Regions from separate parts of the Canis lupus genome. Here region 1 is linked to region 2. The links are chromatin contacts, called in public Hi-C maps. All regions are on one chromosome and are shown on one strand. Each heading gives the region's core, a stretch centred on a gene start, on an enhancer-like site or on the middle of the called end of the contact. The rest is flanking DNA. Distances are from core to core; before and after follow the strand shown. Region 1 holds the start of CCND3 (G1/S-specific cyclin-D3). Region 2 holds the start of TOMM6 (mitochondrial import receptor subunit TOM6 homolog).

Region 1 (4,629 bases), core at 1,476-3,975, 220 kb after region 2:
CACATGCAGCTTTGGGATGCAGCAGCTGTGGGCAAGAGAGGTGAACATCTTAAGATGGTTTCCACTACTGGACCATCTTCCTTACTCAGCTACCAGGTTGGACTGTTCCTCTTGGAATCTAAAATATGAAAGTCTCTGCTATTCCTAAAGATTCCCACCAAATGAGGTGTCTTAGTCTCACACATTCCCGGATTCTGGCACATTACAACCATGTTGCCTTCTTTCTTGCAACCTTAGTTTGTTCCTCTTGATGAGTGAGGCTTATTCAAGAAAACACACTAATACACACACAGCCTGAAGGGAAGGATATAACTCAGTGCAGTCCCTACAAGCTTACTCAAGACCTGTTGAGGCTCCATGTAAACCGTTACCAGCACCCACACTCAGCTAAAAGGTTTCTCTCCTCTCTACTACCCAAGACACAGGACCTTTTGGAAACTCCTAAGTCCCTAACTCAAGTGGACATTCTACATGGTCAATCAGAGAAGCAGGGTAGTCTAGTGATCAAGAACAGGGCCTCCCAGGTCAAGTGCCCTGGGTTTCAATCTCAGCTCTGCCATTTATTTCTGGTGTACTCTTTAGAAAAATAACTTAACGCCTCTGTGCCTAGGTTTTCCCGTCTATACAATGGAGATGATCCTAGTGCTGACCTCATAGGACTTAGGGAAGGTTTTTTTTTTAGATTTTATTTATTTATTTAAGATATTATTTATTTATTTGACAGGGAGAGAGCACAAGCGGAGGGAGCAGCAGGCAGAGGGAGAAGGAGAAATAGGTTCCGCATGGAGCAGGGAGCCAGATGTGGGGTTCAATCCTAGGACTCTGGGATCATGACCTAAGCCAAAGGCAGAAGCTTAACTGACTGAGCTACTCAGGTGCCCCACTTACGGAGGTTAAATGAGACACTATACCCCAAACATTTAGAACAGTGCCTGACAGTACTATATAAGCATTAGCTGGTATTCTGAACCCTTGAGGGAAGGAAGGAAAAAAGAGGAAGCACTAAAGACCAAGGTAGTCATGGCCTCAAGGACTAGGATCTTGCTGGAATTCTCAGAGATACCTTTGATTGGAAATTCCAGGCAGAGTAGAAGCTCTGACTTGTTTATGTCCCCAACATCTAGCCTGTGCAGGAGATATAGCCATAGCTAATGGATGGTGAATAAATTCATCTAATGTTGTATCAATCATCTCTCCAGGGAGCCGAGGAATTGAAAAAGCAGAAGATTCTGCAGGAACACAATGAGAGATCTAGTTGTCTTCACCTATGTCTGGTCCCCAAGAGAACCGAGGAGGGTGGCATTGAGAAAACAGTGGAAACAGTCTTAAGGCCCAAGGATGAGGAATGGGTACCCCAACATTGTGTGGATGGTCACATAACCCTCAAGTGGACTCCCAGCTGCATGCAGCTGTGAATTTTTGGATTCTTAGGGACCAGCCCAGAAACTTGCCTTTCCCTGAATTTATCCTGCTCATTCCCCCCTCTTCTTCATGCCTAGATAGTAGGTTAAAGAGAGCAGGAAGGCTATCTGGGTCCTCAATGTATTCCAATGCCAACCCCACAGTCAGGGTTCAGTACAGGTCTGCAGAATGAACAAGTGGCCCCCAAAGTCCTACCACTTCTCTGCCTGGTGACTATCCATCACCTAGAATCCAACTCCAAAGTCCTCTTCTCTCCTGAGTCTTCCTCGCCAGCCCAACTTGGTGCTTTATGTCTGTTGTTTTCTGTGACCCACACCAGTGGTAGTTGAATAACATCATCGTACCCTCAGCATCCCATAAATCCCAGACACATAGTAGGTGCTCAATGTTTGCAGATGAAATCATTATGCTCCCTTAGTAACAACAACCAATTTCTTCAGTTACTCTTCTTGGCAGTACATTAAAAGATGCAGAAGAGGCTTGTGTGCACATCAGACACCACAGGGACACTGAGGCGTCCCTTCTTCCAGGCGCTTCCTCTGACCTAATCCTTCTGCCCACATCGGTTCTGCCTTCCTACTCACCTCCCATTGCTATCTCTGAGGTATGAAGAACGACGACAACCCAGGGAGGCCACTGGGCTTCTGGGTCAGCTGGGAGAGGGGCTGTGGGGACAGGGCTCAGGGCTTTGGGGGCGTCTCTGCTCTTCACCTACGTGCAAAAGTGAGCCAAGCTTTAGGGGACAATGGGGAGGTGATGAGGACGCAGTGACCCCCTTAACCGACCCCCTTCCGACCCTACCCCGGGCGTCCAGCCTGAGCTTGGAGGCACCCCAGCGAAGGGTGGAGAGGCTGACACCCCAGCCATCAAGCCTACCTCCAGAGCAGGTGAGCCCCCCGGAGCACCGACTGTGGCCTCATCGTCCCGCCGCCTCGGACTTGCCTCTGGGGAGGGGGGCGTCGCCACCGCCTCGAGCCGAGCCGAGGGGCGTGCGCTCCTCCTCCGGGCGCCCCAACACAAACAGTCTCCACCCCCGCAGGCGCCGCGTGTTTACAAAGTCCGCGCCGCGCCGCGGATCCCGAGTTTAAAGCTGGGCAGGAAGTGGGGAAGAGGGGGCGGGGGAGACAAAGGGGCTGGGTGCTCGGCGCCGCTAGTGTGGGCCCCGACTCCTCCCCCGGCCGCCCGCGGTTGGCCCCGCAGACCCCGGCCCACGTGCCCGGGCGAGGGGGCGGGGCACGCCCCGGGCTCAGGTGCGCCTGCGGGGCCCGGGCCGCGCGGGTTCCCAGAGTCTGGCCCGCGGGGCGCTCGCCAGGCGATCGCGCGTCGCGCAGGAAATAAACAACTTCAGGTGCTGGGTCTTGACCTCCGGCTCTGCTTCTGGCACGTGCCCGAGATCCTCTGCGGGTATTAGCTTATTTTCTTCTCTAGCAATCCCACCCCTGTTCCACACACACACAAAGGAAACTGAGGCACAGTGCGGTTAGGTAACGTGCCCGAAGCCTCACAGCCTGCGATGTTAGGATTCAAACCCGGCGTGCGCGCCCTCCCAGGCACCCGCAAACGGAACTGAAGGAGGGGCAGTGGGGGTCCCCGGTCCCGGCAAGGAGAACCCCCGTCCAGGGCGGCTGATGAGCGAGTGAGACGCAGAAAACCACAGGCACCGCGGGGTCGCAACGCCTCGGGACTGAGGCGGGCCCCGGACAGCTTCTTGCCGCCCGCGCACATCGCTGCGGATCGAGGGCGAGAAGGCAGCGGGATGCAGCGGAAGACCTGGGCTAGCGGGTCTAGGCTCGAGGGGCAGGTGGACGTTGGCGGGCTGCGGGGCCGGTGCGCGCAGAGTAAGGTTTCCCAAAATTACTCGCTCAGGATAATCACCTGCAGAGCTTCACAACACAGAGTCCCAGGCCCCGTCCCCAGAGAGGGAGTCCCTGGGACCGAGCGGGACGCAGCCAAAGGTGTTGCTAACAACAGGCAAGTTTGGAGCGCCCCAGGGATGTGCTCTGCGGGAGAAACGATCTCCTCTAGAAACAGGTGCGAAACCCGAGGGCGCATCTTCCTAGCCGATTCCGAGGCACACCGGGGCCCCAAGAACCTACCACTCACTGTAGGTCACGTGAGCCGGGATCCTCAAACACCGCCGCCCCCCCCCCGCCCCCCGCAACCCGCCTGGGCTTAGGAGAGCTCCGAGGGGTGCGCGCCGCCCCGCCCCCTCCCCGCCCCTCCCCGCTCGGCGACTACAAGTCCCATCCTGCCCTGCGCTCGCGCACAGTACGCCAGAGCAAGATGGCCGACACGGCGGCCACTGCCGGGGCCGGTGGCTCCGGAACGGTAAGGGCGGGAGGCGCGGGGCGGAAGCCGAGAGAGCCTGGGCATTCTGCAACTTCCCCCTAGTGTGGGCAACAAGCTCGCAGCCAGGAATCCAGCCCCACCATGAGCTCCGGGTGGAGGAGCGTCTTTCAGGCCGTAAATGCCCCCCTCCTCGGGACTTGGCTGCGGCCTCCTGAGTTGGCGGACCGGTGTACTGATTGGCTCCTCCGCTGTTGGGGGTTGGGAACCCGGAACACCTCCTGATTGGCTCGGGGAGACCGGCTTCGCCTTCTTATTGGCCAGCCTGAGTTAGGAGGGATTCCCGTTTCAGAATAATTTAGCTTTCCTACTTTTCTGAGCGGTTGCCCTTTGCCTTCCTATGCCCAGCATCGTGTGGTGCTGTTTTAATTTTTCTTTGTAGTGACAGAGTGTGGAGATGCGAGGAACAAGAGAAAGGCCTTTTTTTTTTTAATTTTTTCTGGGAAATGGATGTGAATTCAATCCTATCATGCATGTTTTTTCAGCTATATATTTTGATAATCTGCTAAAAAAGTAAGAAAACTTATTAGAATCTTAAGTTTTAGGTAGCTCCTTAGGATTTAGAACCCCTTGGGTACTCGATGATTACTCAGTTGGCCAGGATTTATAAATCTTAACACCAGGGGCTACCGTATTTTATTAAGCACTGATAAATACATATTTAGCGAAAGAACTTTTGCTTGCCATTGACGATATGTGAACTGTTGGATTGCATTCTTGTCCTGTGGGTGAATTAATTTTTTTTAATGGGGTGCTGATTCGCAGAGATCAGGAAGTAAACAATCCACTAACCCTGCTGATAACTACCATCTGGCCCGGAGGCGAACCCTTCAAGTGGTCGTGAGCTCCTTGTTGACAGAG
Region 2 (5,057 bases), core at 696-3,195:
GTCCTTTGTGTTCCCTGTGGCTCTGACTGGAATCCTGGGCATGGGGACCCGTCGCCTTGTGCCCTCCCCTGCCGCAAGCAAAGGCCCCCAGACTTTCTGGGACTCAGAGGATTTCTCCGGAGCAGGGACAGGCGTTCATCTCGGTTTGCCGGGTGCCCAGTGCTGTCCTGATCAGGCGAGGAACTGCCATAATGGGAGCCCAAGAGGCAGAGCGGAACCCTGGGTTGGGAGTCCCGGCGACCGGGGTCGCGCTTCTTCAGGCGGTGCCACCTGCTAGCGGGACCCCGGCTAGGCCAGTCAACCCTCCCTGCGCCCGAGTGGTTGAGTAGATCAAAGGGGATGTCGGTAGACGTGCTTTAGCGTTAACTGGGTAAAAGGCGTGGTTCTGGGTGGATGAATGAGTGAATGAATGAATGAACGGGCCGTTCTCCCCCCTCTCCCAGCTCATCTTCTCCCGGCGCTGCACTGAGGCCGAGGGGCGGCGCTGGCACGAGAACCACTTCTGCTGCCAGGACTGCGCCGGGCCCTTGGGCGGGGGGCGCTACGCCGTGCCGGGGGGCGGCCCCTGCTGCCCCCGCTGCTTTGAGCGTCGCTATTCGGCTGCCGGCTCCAGCCAGGCCCCGGCACTGGAAGGGAGGGCGTCCCCTGGTAAGGGAGGAGAAGGTGCAGATCCGGGGGGAAGGGGGCAGCGGCTTGGGCTGGGCCGAGGAGGGGATTCTCCCGGGCCGGGACCCTCGCCCCGGTCCCACGCCGTCCCGTCCCCCCACCGCACCCCCCAGACCCGAGCCTCGGGGCCCGCAGCTCTCACCGCGCGTCCCTGGCCGGAGCGCTTCCAGGGCCTCCCGAGCCCACCCCGCGCCACCGTCGGGGCTGCGGCGCGGGACTCACTGTCGGACTGGGGACGCGGCCGCCCTCTGCTGGGCGGCGGCGGGGACGCGCGGGGGCGGGGGGTGCCCGGGAGCGGCGTCGCGGCGGCGGCGGCGGCGGCGGCGGCGGCGCGCACGGCCCGGGGGCGGGGCGGGATAGAGGCCGGAGCCCCAGCTGGATCCGGCTTCTGGCGCCCTCCCCGCCCGGATCCGGGAGAGGGGCTCCCGGCTCTGAGACCCGCGTTTCTGGCCCGGCCAGCAACAGGGGAGGCGGGCCTCGACGGAGCGGAGGACGCCGCGGCCGTCTCCCGAGCAGCCCTTCCCGCCGCTGCCTCCCGCTTCGGCCCGGAGGCCCGGAGAGGGCCGCTTCCATCCAGCCCGGAGCAGGAAGATCGAGCTGGGGACCGGACGGAGGCACCCCAAGGGCAGGAACGGGGCCGGCTGGAGAAGCCGCTCGACGCCAGGGAGGACGCCCCCTGCCCCACCTGCTCCTCCTCTTCGGACTCGGAACCCGAAGGCTTTTTCTTAGGCCAGCGCCTTCCCGGTCCCTGGAAGTCCCCCGGAAGCCTCCAGGCTGGGGACAGCGACACCTCCAGGAGACACTGCGCCATTTGCTAGTGGCGCAGCCCGGGGAAGGGGAAGGGGCGCGTGATCGGTTTGGTGGGAGAGCGAGGATCTCCTCACCCTGTAAACATCCTAGATTGAACGCAGTCAGGGGCACCCCTGGGAGAGGCGGCCAGGTCACAAACTTGGAGTGCTCCTCTTAAGCCTGCGCATCCTAAGCCTTCAGACGGAGACTTTCTTGGGGGAACCCCACCCCGCAAAGTTACGCGTCCCCTGCTGAGCTAGCCCCTAGGCCCACCCCCACGGCTGGGGCGGCCCCGCCCCAGCATCTTCCTGAGCCAATGAAGGGAGCACGCAGAGACCACGTGTGGCCGTGCCTAGGCGGGCAAGCCGCAGGCCTGGAGGGAGCTCCCCGCCTCGCGGAGCTCGTGGACGCGCAGCCCGGGACCTCTCGCTCTCCCCCGGGCCGCGGCGCCCCCTGCCGGCCCGTCGCCGGCGGAAGTGCGAGGCCGGAAGTGGCGTGCTCTGCGGGCGCCGGCGCCTACGCGGTGCGTCGGGAGACGCCTTGCGGATCGTGAGGGTGCCGCTATGGCTTCCAGCGGGGTCGGCGTGAGCGCGGCCGGCGCGCCAAATGAAGCACCCGAAATTCCAGACAACGTGGGAGATTGGCTCCGGGGCGTCTACCGTTTCGCCACCGACAGGAACGACTTCCGGAGGTAACCGAGGCCCCGGGAGCTTGTCCCTTTCCGGCCCTCCGAGCCCCCTGCGCCCTGCCTGGCGCCTCTGCGTTGCTCTGGCTGAGCTTTGGAGCGGTCCTTGGCTGGGAGAGTTCCCGTGCGGCAGAAGCGATCTTTTGAGTTACTGGGCTATGTCTAGAGAATTCTCACCCTGACCAGGGGGACCCGGGAAAAAGGCGCCAACACAAACAGGCCTTTCGGCCCTAGGCGAGTGTTTAATTGTCCTTTGCATTTGATTCTGCTCCGTGGATACAGAAACGGACTCCAAGTAACCATGTAGTTCTTGGGCAACCTACCATTGTAAAGCTCTACGTTCTTGCAATTCTAAAAGCGTTTATGCCTCCGAAGCTTTTTCCAGGGCGGTGATGGCAAGTCTTTCCCCCCAGTATCCTTCCTTAACTAAAGACAAGTGAGTCAGGGACGACAGGGTTAATGAGATGTTCTTTTTCCAGGAACTTGATCCTCAATTTGGGACTTTTTGCTGCGGGAGTTTGGCTGGCTAGGAATTTGAGTGACATTGACCTAATGGCACCTCAGCCGGGGGTGTAGCCAAATAGGTAAGAACTTAACCTGAGCTCTGCGGGTCTGGGAGCTCCAGAGGTTGAGAGAAGCAATAATATTTGTCATCTATTCACAAAATACAGGAAGGAGATTTGATAGAAGTCCTTGGCTGTTCCTAGTTAAATGTGTTTACAGATGTTATGAGGAATTTTGAGTCTCTTACTAATTTTCCTCCAGTGCTTTTACATTTCTAATGCCACTGTTGTCCTGTTGTCTGATTGCAGACACATGGAACCCCCTGTGCTGTACTTGAACCTTCCAAAACTAGAGCCTCCAATTTATGACCGTCACAAGACTTAGCCCTCTTGGAAGTTGAAGCTTCAATCAGACCACCTTCCCTTCCCAATTGCTTCGTCTCCTTGAGCCCACTCAGAACTCCATTCTCTGGTCAGCAGTCAGGTTTCAGCCAAAGTGTTGTCCTCTGTTCTGTAAAGTTCTGTACATAGTTCCTAAGTTTCTGCAGGAGGTGATCTTTGCTCTTGTCCTGAGGAATAACCTAATGATATTTTAAGAAATATTTGGAATAAAGACGTATACAAAGACCATCATTTTATTCTTTTAATAAGAAACTTCAGCTTACAAAAACAAGGTGTAAAAAGTCAAGATTTACAAAAATCATAAAAACATGATTTTTATTTCACACTCAAGAGACATGAACGAGCCCCAAACATGAATTGTAACAGAGATGGTTTGCTTCATATTAAAAGGAAAAAAAAAAAAGAAAAAACCGTAGCCACTGTACACTGATGCCAACATAAGGTGAAACGTGATTTTTGAGGAATTTCCACTGTTGAGCAGAAGTAGGGGAAGAAGCCATTTGGTGTTGCATAGCATTTTACTGCACCAGGTGGGTTTTCCAGGCACCAGGGGGGCATTGTTGCTATAATCGAGTGGGATCTCTTGGGAGAAAGAGGGCAGTGATACGCAGGTGGAGGCAAGGTGAGTCAGCCTGGGCAGCGGGTACTAAGTGACACTGCTTGAGGAAGCTGTTTCCTTCACGAGGAAATAGATGTTCTCTGACCTGAAACTCACGGTAGTGCCACTGTCCCAAGAGTTGGGAGTTCTTTGGAAATGGAATATGTAAGGAACTGGCAGTGGAAAAGACTCATGTAGGCTCAGAAAGATGTGGAGAGAGACAGTTTTCCCCCTAGGCAATTTTGTTCTGGTTGTTTTATTCTAGGCATTTATTTTTTAAAAGTTTATTTATTGAGTCTTTCTACACCCAACATGGGGCTCCAACTCATGACCCTGAGATCAAGAGTTGCATGCTCTGACAGCTAGCCAGGAGCCCATCTATTAGGTATTTTTTAAAATCCTGCTTTTCCACGTCAAGTTTCCTATGGAAGGGATATGGGATTAAAGGGTATGAACTGGAAAGGATGGAGGGGTCAGTATGAATGCACCACAGTGGCCTAACCGGCATAAATCTCGTTAAGAAATCTTGAGAATCAGATTGTGTATGTTTTACAAAGTCCTGTTCTCTTACAGTCGTCAGGTAGGCTCCATCTGTTGGGGAGGAGGTTGAGCATGTGTGAATTCAGGCCTGTGGATGGCTTGCTTACCAAGAAGCCAAGACCCTGAAAGATTCTACGCTAGGACCACAGACGACTTGACAGGTCTTAACACCCATCTTACTAGGTGTTAGGATGAGAAATGGTCACACGCATGAGAGCAAAGCTTGGGTTTGAACCCTCCCCCATGGTGACCAGAAAGGAAACTTAAGCCACAGCATAAATTCTAAGCCCCTTCAGATCTGCATCAGACCACTGCTAAGATAATACAAGCATCTCCTGTTCTTCATAGGCATGAAACAGATCCTTGGTCTGCGGCCTGATCTACTCATAACTGTGAAGAGTTCTATTTTACAAAGTTTTTTAAGATTGAAAATAAAAATCCAGCAAATTAAGACATGGCAGCTTCCAAAGCATAATTTGTATTTCACTCAAAATTTTACGTTTTAGCTTCAAGGAATAGAATTTACTGTTAGTGGGTTTATAAAGCCGTAATACTGGCAAGGTAAAGTTTCATTTAAACTGGCTTAATTCCTCAGTGTTAAGAATTTAGCAAGTAAAGCTATCAAATCTACAATTTTCCCAAATTCTGATGAACAGTTATGAATTCCATAAATTGAAATGCTGGCCTTCACCATTCCAACACAACATTCTTCCCAAGCAAAGTCGGTTTCACATTTGTCATATGATTTTTAGCCCTGGCTGATTAACATAGCACTACAAAAATCTCAGATTACGTGGTTAGATTTTAAATGGAAACGTGCCAGCAGAAATAAGTATGGGAAGAGTCCACAAGAATGACCATTTGATCAATGCTG

The links. Hi-C and Micro-C count contacts between places; a contact is called where the count stands out from the background.
Region 1: a Hi-C map of blood shows a contact between it and region 2, with 6 times the contacts expected there. The contact joins the promoter of CCND3 here to the promoter of TOMM6 in region 2. A contact is called at or near these places in 4 of 9 Hi-C or Micro-C datasets (amygdala, blood and skin fibroblasts).

What each region holds. Positions count from the first base shown.
Region 1 is chr12:10,874,348-10,878,976 of UU_Cfam_GSD_1.0, forward strand. It overlaps CCND3 (G1/S-specific cyclin-D3), which reads right to left and starts at 2,726. Exons shown (of 5, transcript XM_038554048.1): 1 at 2,299-2,726. It overlaps TAF8 (transcription initiation factor TFIID subunit 8), which reads left to right and starts at 3,689. Exons shown (of 8, transcript XM_038554054.1): 1 at 3,689-3,750; 2 at 4,534-4,629. The coding sequence starts at 3,706. LOC111098258 (a long non-coding RNA gene) reads left to right here. Exons shown (of 5, transcript XR_005367697.1): 5 at 1,200-2,380.
Region 2 is chr12:10,659,824-10,664,880 of UU_Cfam_GSD_1.0, forward strand. It overlaps TOMM6 (mitochondrial import receptor subunit TOM6 homolog), which reads left to right and starts at 1,946. Exons shown (of 3, transcript XM_038554046.1): 1 at 1,946-2,146; 2 at 2,620-2,724. The coding sequence starts at 2,019. The coding sequence ends at 2,716. It overlaps PRICKLE4 (prickle-like protein 4), which reads left to right. Exons shown (of 7, transcript XM_038554041.1): 6 at 444-648; 7 at 1,126-1,940. The coding sequence ends at 1,484. USP49 (ubiquitin carboxyl-terminal hydrolase 49) reads right to left here. Exons shown (of 8, transcript XR_005367689.1): 8 at 3,274-5,057.